Linked DNA regions of Sus scrofa: region 1 is linked to region 2. Evidence: chromatin contacts called from public Hi-C data. All regions are on one chromosome and are shown on one strand. Each heading gives the region's core, a stretch centred on a gene start, on an enhancer-like site or on the middle of the called end of the contact. The rest is flanking DNA. Distances are from core to core; before and after follow the strand shown. Region 1 holds the start of HNRNPH2 (heterogeneous nuclear ribonucleoprotein H2). Region 2 holds the start of CENPI (centromere protein I).

Evidence for each region. A called contact is a pair of places that touch in the nucleus more often than the background predicts.
Region 1: a contact with region 2 is called in a Hi-C map of heart right ventricle, with 4 times the contacts expected there. The contact joins the promoter of HNRNPH2 here to the promoter of CENPI in region 2. A contact is called at or near these places in 1 of 47 Hi-C or Micro-C datasets (heart right ventricle) and 1 of 2 datasets of contacts at active chromatin or transcription factors (alveolar macrophages).

What each region holds. Positions count from the first base shown.
Region 1 is chrX:83,031,187-83,034,188 of Sscrofa11.1, forward strand. HNRNPH2 (heterogeneous nuclear ribonucleoprotein H2) reads left to right here and starts at 1,339. Exons shown (of 2, transcript XM_021079664.1): 1 at 1,339-1,528. GLA (galactosidase alpha) reads right to left here and starts at 1,087. Exons shown (of 7, transcript NM_001177925.1): 1 at 882-1,087. The coding sequence starts at 1,087.
Region 2 is chrX:82,775,029-82,778,232 of Sscrofa11.1, forward strand. CENPI (centromere protein I) reads left to right here and starts at 1,347. Exons shown (of 21, transcript XM_003135236.4): 1 at 1,347-1,489.

The DNA.
Region 1 (3,002 bases), core at 89-2,588, 260 kb after region 2:
CACACATACTTAATATTTGCAAATTTGCCTTATTTTCCCCATGCAGTTCAGGTTAAGAACATTTCTTCTATATGCCCAAGTGCAGGGCCTGGTACTGCACTGTGCTTTTTTTGGTCTTTTCTTTTCTTTTTTTCTTTCTTTTTTTTTTTTTTTTAGGGCCACTCCCGTGGCATAGGGAAGTTCCCAGGCTAAGGTTTAATGGGAGCTGCAGCTTCTGGCCTATGCCAAGGCTACAGTAATGCAGGATCCGAGCTGAATCTGTGACAATTTACAGATGAAGGCTGTGTGGATCAGATAGGATCAATATCTGTCTTATCCAGTCTAACCTTTTATCTTCAAAAGATAAAGGCCCTTGACGTCAACCTTCCAACCAGATGTTATACTCAAGGGCTACAGGAAGGGGTGATCTCAGAGACTCCATGGTCTCTCTAAATTGCTTCCACTTACAGCCAAGGAACCCATGACCCAAAAAGAGGAAGAAAGGGCACGTGTCATAGTCCTCTGTCCTTCCTACTCACCACAGCTGTCTTCACTGCTAGTACCTCGCAGAGAGAGAGCAGTAGCTCTTAATAAGGGTCTGAACAGAACCAGATGATAAGTGGAGAACATCCTTAACTGGGTGATTAGGCAGAGAGAGGCGGAGAAGTAGAGGTCTCTGGCCGGACTCCCACCCCGGCGGGTGGGGTGGGGAGGCTACATGGAGAAAATTTAGGGCTAGTTCCCATCCAGGCTAGTTTGCTGGCGATAAAAAAAAAAAAAAAAAGCAGGAGCAATAGGGCAGCTCTCCCTGGGGCTCGAATTTTCTCGCTGCGACCCTCCATGCCTTCAACGGTAGCCGGAAGGAAAGGCGAAGGGAAGAATGTACCCAGTATTTCTGATACCTGATACAGGAATCCGGATCTTCTTGACAGTCCACATTGCACATGAAGCGCTCCCAGTGCAGCCAGCCCATGGTAGGGGTCCTCGCCAAGCCGTTGTTCAGGGCCCGGGCCCCTGGGACGCCCCAGAGAACCTGGGCCAGGAAGCAAAATGGCAGCACGTAGCCCAGCCGCCGGACCCTGCTCACCGGCTTCATCGTAGCTGTCATCACGCAACAGAGATCTCCAGGAGTCACCTGGGCTTCTAGGTTCTTAAGGGCTAAAAAGGCGGAGGCGGCCCGCGGAACCCAACTTCGCTCGCCTACCCAATCATCGGTGAGTTGTTAAGCAATGACGAAACTGTTTCTCCGGCAACTGGGATGGTTATCCCCAGAGGCGGACCAATAACCAGTCAGAGAAGACGCCCCGCCACCAACCATACCATCTTTTTCTGAATATCGACCCGCCCTATTGTCATACCAGAAGGAAGTGCGGCACTTTAATGATCCCGCGGTAGAGCCGAGCAGTGCTCACGTGACCGAGATCTCACATGACGTAGGTCCTCACGTGACCAGTCGCTTACGTGAGCAGAAGTAGTTCTGGTCGTCGTCTACCGTCTCGCTATAGCCGTTTGAGGGAAGAAAGAGGAAAATTATCCGGTATCGTTAGAGGTTGGTGTGTGGGTGGGAGCCGGGGCCCCGGGGGGTGGTGATGATGAAGACCAAAGCGGGGTCCGCGGGCCGCCTCCGCCTTTTTCGTTCCCTGCTTTCCGCTCCCCCGCTCTCCCCTCCCCCCGTCTCAGTGCCGGGAAGCCGCCTTTGCTGCGCCTGGTGGGGAAATGGTGGACGTTTCGTGACTGTGTCTGTGTTTTTGTATATCTGTCTGTCTGGGCGGGTCTCAGAGGACCCTTAAGAGAAACCATAAGCTGAAAGACATTGGAAAACCACGTCCCTAGTTTAGGAAGATCCTGATCTTGAGACCAGAGGTCTGAGTGCTGGTCCATCCATTCAGGCACCCAGTCTCCAGTGCCTGATTGTCTGTCTGTAGGGGGAGGCACCAAGCGAATTTGATCTGTAGAGTCACGTCTAGGCAAATGCTGCGTGCCTCACAGAGGCGCCCAAGGAATTTTTAAAAATTGAATTAAATATTTAAATAACGTTTATTTTTCTGCTTGTAACAATTCACATGCTCAATTTTGAACATTGGAAAAATAACAGTATACTATAAATTAAAAAAAAATACACCCAGAGATAACAGCTCAGCATTTTGGTCTATAAAAAGTCTGTACATATCACAGGCATAGGTGCACAAATTCTTCACTCCTAAATGGAATCCTGGGTCCTACTTCAGGCAACAGAGTCCTCGTGGCCTTCCCAGGAGTCACAGTAATGAAGTAGAACTTCCCTGCCACTACAGTGGGGGACGTGAAAGCCTAGAGTGCTGTAGGGACGTTAAATGGGATGGGTCATCCAAGAAATAAGGCAGGCAAAATACCAGTTCGTAAATCTGTCACTCAGACTAAAGACGGTCCGTAGGAAGGCTATTATCATGGCAGATGCAGTGTTCCAGGCACATAATAGGCAATTAGTAAATGTTGACTTGAATCCTCAGTGTAGTTTTAGGGCAGTTATTACACTTTGTCCTTTCTTTCCAAGAGGCCCAGTGTTCCCCAGACCGTGTCAGATAAGTCATCCACATACAAAATGAGAAAATTTTATAAAATTTGCTCTACCAATCCCAGAAAAGTAAACATTTTGTTAGTTTTCTGTTATTTTTCCCTGAAATAAAGGTAACTACTCTCTATAGAAAATCAAGAAGGCACAAAAAATTGACAAAAATTTTGAAAAATCCATAAATCTACCAGAGTAACCACTATTAACATGTGCCATATTAACACGTACTTTTCTAACATTGCTCTTTATTCTAATTACAGTGATTTAAAAGTTAAAACTATGTAGAAGTATACAGGGTAAAAAGTGAAAAATCCACTTCACTCTTCCTACCCGCTAGTCCTCATTTTCTCAAAAAAACAACTCATATCCCTCCAGAACTTCTCTGCATTTACATATGTATATACATGCCTGGGTATACTTTAAAATAAGTAGGATCATACTATGCATATTCCTTCACTTAATGTATTTTGGA
Region 2 (3,204 bases), core at 97-2,596:
GTGGGTGTGAGAGAAGAAAGAGAAGGGGGAGGGTAACTTATTATACTAAGGAGGTTACCAATTTTCTGATCTCATTTAAGTTCCCCCACACTCTGTGATGCCAGCGTATAAGACAGAAAGCCTCAGAATTAGGATCTCAAAACAATTTCCAGGTTTGGGGAGTTCCGCTTCATTAAGTGATGCCAAGGGAATGTGGAAGAATGACTTCATAAAAAATTGCAGGTATATTAAATAAAGACGAACCATCACTATATATGTAGCCACAGATTGGTACAAATTCCGGTGCCACAAACTCATTGCAAGTTATTTTACCACTCAGGGCCCCAATTTCATGTACAAAAAACAAGGGGCTTGAAGGCTTCAAATTCTTTCCAATTTATATTTATTCGAGTCTATGACATGATTAAAACTATGAAAAATGACTTGGTGAAATTTTCAATTTTACTAGAAAAGGAAGAGCAGCTATCATAGAAAATACTGAACACTCAGTTCTTAAGCATGATTAAATAAGAGTTCTTGAAAGTACTTTGAAAACCATGTAAGATGTGGTAAATAGTGATTTCGGCCGTATTCTTTCCCAAATGCATCAACTTAGCCCGATTCTTCATCTCTCCCCAAGACGGCAAAGTTTCCTCCTGCAGTTTTGCCTACAGTTTATCGGTATGTTTGGCCTCAAAAAAATCAGTGAGTGTAATTAAATTTTTATCTGTCCTCTCCAGTTCTCTCTCTAGTAAGAGATTAAACTAGGGACTAAGCTCAGGTCTCAAGCCCTTGTTGCTGTTTCAGCCCGTTTATGGTCCATTGATTCCTCAGTCGGGAATCTTTACGTGTTGACTGGCCGGCTACATACAAGGTGTCACATCTGGCTCAGGACACAAGTTTACAGCAAACGCTAGAAGGTATGCGTGCCCATCCTCGGTAAAAGGACAGATTTAGCTGTCCGATTTAGCTGTCCTCTCCTCCCACATCCTAGAGACAGCATCAGCGATCTCAGACCCTTTAACCTGATTCTTTCGCCTACATGGGAGAATCAGCCTTTAAAATTGTGAAGTTTCCAATTTCTTATTTTCCTACAAAGTCCCGACATTTGAGGTCAATCTGAGCAAAAGGATCACTATAATTGGTCTTGTTAAATTCAAAAATCGAGACACTAATTGCTCGGTTTTACGCACGGTGACGACTGAGAATATTATTAGAACACTCGAAACATCAGCCAATCAGCCGTTTTCAACAGCAACGGCCGCGCGTTCCTGGGCCGGGCGGGTGAGGCCTGCAGCTCTGTGGAATTGGGTTTACGTCAGCGTCGGCGCGCGGGCTGCCTCGCGCCACTGAGCTATGACTCAACCAATCAGGCTTCAGGAGGGCGCGCCGCTCCGCCCCGTTGCCGCCAGCGTCGCCCGGAAGCGCATGCGCGGGGCGGGGCCAGCTCGTTTGAATCCGGGAGGTGATGTTTGGACTCTGGCGGCTTTGGGACCGAGGAGTGTTTCAGGTGAGCTGCTTTAAACCACCGCGCAGAGTCGGGGCCCCGAAACCGAATCCTGCAATTTTTCAGGATTTCCTCCAGACCAGGGATCTGTCCAGTGGGCCAAGTTCGCTCGCCGCTGGGGCAAGCTGTGAAAGGGGGCTTCTTGGGAAGCGATGGTCCGGTTCAGCCGGAAAGGGTCAGAAGCTGCTTCCCTGCCCTTTTTTCCTAGTTTGTAGGACCCTCGGAAACAGCCCGGAACCTGGTGCCACCCAGTGGGTTAGACATACGTATTGCTCTCCTACTTCGGCCTCGTCTGTTCTAGGGATGTGGGCTTGAGTGTCATTACGGCCATTCCCTTGATTTTTCCCATTGAAGCCAAAAACTTAGAAGACATTCTGGTTTCCTCTCTTTCCTTTTTCTCTACATTCAAGACTTTTATTATGGTCTTGTCTTGCCTCCAAGACATTACACGAATACAGTCATTTTCTACCTCTTCCACCATTTACACCTTAGGTCTAGGTTGAGACTGCAATCATACCTCTTTGGACTTCTTCAAGACCCTTTTAATTGTCTATTTCCACTCCTGGAATCCTAACGTTCTATTCTCCGCGTTGCAGCAAAAATGGTCTTAAAACATAAGTCAGATGGTATCACTCCCTGTAACACTGCTCGCTTCACCTGTAGTTACCTATGACACTTAAAATCTAGTGTTCTTACTCTGGCCTACAACTCCCAGTATAGTAGTCCCTGGTTGCCTCTCTGACTTCTCCTCCCGATACTCTACCTCTTTCATGCCACTACCCCCTTGGCCTCTTACTGGTGTTGTGCTGTTTTCTTTAACACACAAAGCTCTTGCTTTAAGGTCTTAGCATGCCTTGCTCTTTCCTTTCCTTGAAATACTCTTCTACCAGCTCTTAAGATGGTTGTTTTTTTCTTGGTATTCAAATCTTAGCTTAAAGCTGACAGAGAGGTTTTCTCTGAACACTTATTCCAAAGTAGCTTCTCACCCCCACTCTTTTTCTATCACATCGCTGTATATTATGTTCACTCTGAATTATTGACTCTTATACTCCTTACACCCCCATAAATTTCATGAGAGCAGAGACCTTGACTGTTCAGTTATTTTATCTCTGATCAGTAGAACTGTGCTTGGCATATAAACGATGCTCAGTAATTATTTACTGAATAAGTGAATTAGCAGGGAATGTTTCTGCTCTGAGAATCCTTAGTTTGGCCACCAATTGGTGTTTTGAACTATGCAGTTTTAACTTAGCACTGACAAAGCAGGCAGCATAAAAGATTAAAAGCAAAATCAAGGCAGAGTGGAGAAAGATAGGAGTGAGTGGAGAAAGTAACATTGAGTTTGAGATGGATTAGTATTGCACTCAGTTATGTGATACAGCCCTTTTAAGAGAACTTGTTATGTTGCCTATACTCTTACTGATTTGTTTTTTTTTTTCCCCATGAGAAGGCCAATCAGCTGGTGAATGTTACCTTAGAGAGTTGCTTCTCTCTCTTCCTATTTAAGTCAAGGACTTACCGAGAAAGTTAACTTCTAGGTGTTATTGCCTGGATTGCTGTCAGTTCTTAAATTGTATACTTGTGGAGTTCCCCTCATGGCGCAGCGGAAACAAATCCAACTAGGAACCATGAGGTTGCGGGTTTGATCCCTGGCCTCGCTAAGTGGGTTAAGGATCTGACGTTGCCATGAGCTGTGATGTAGGTTGCAGACACGGCTT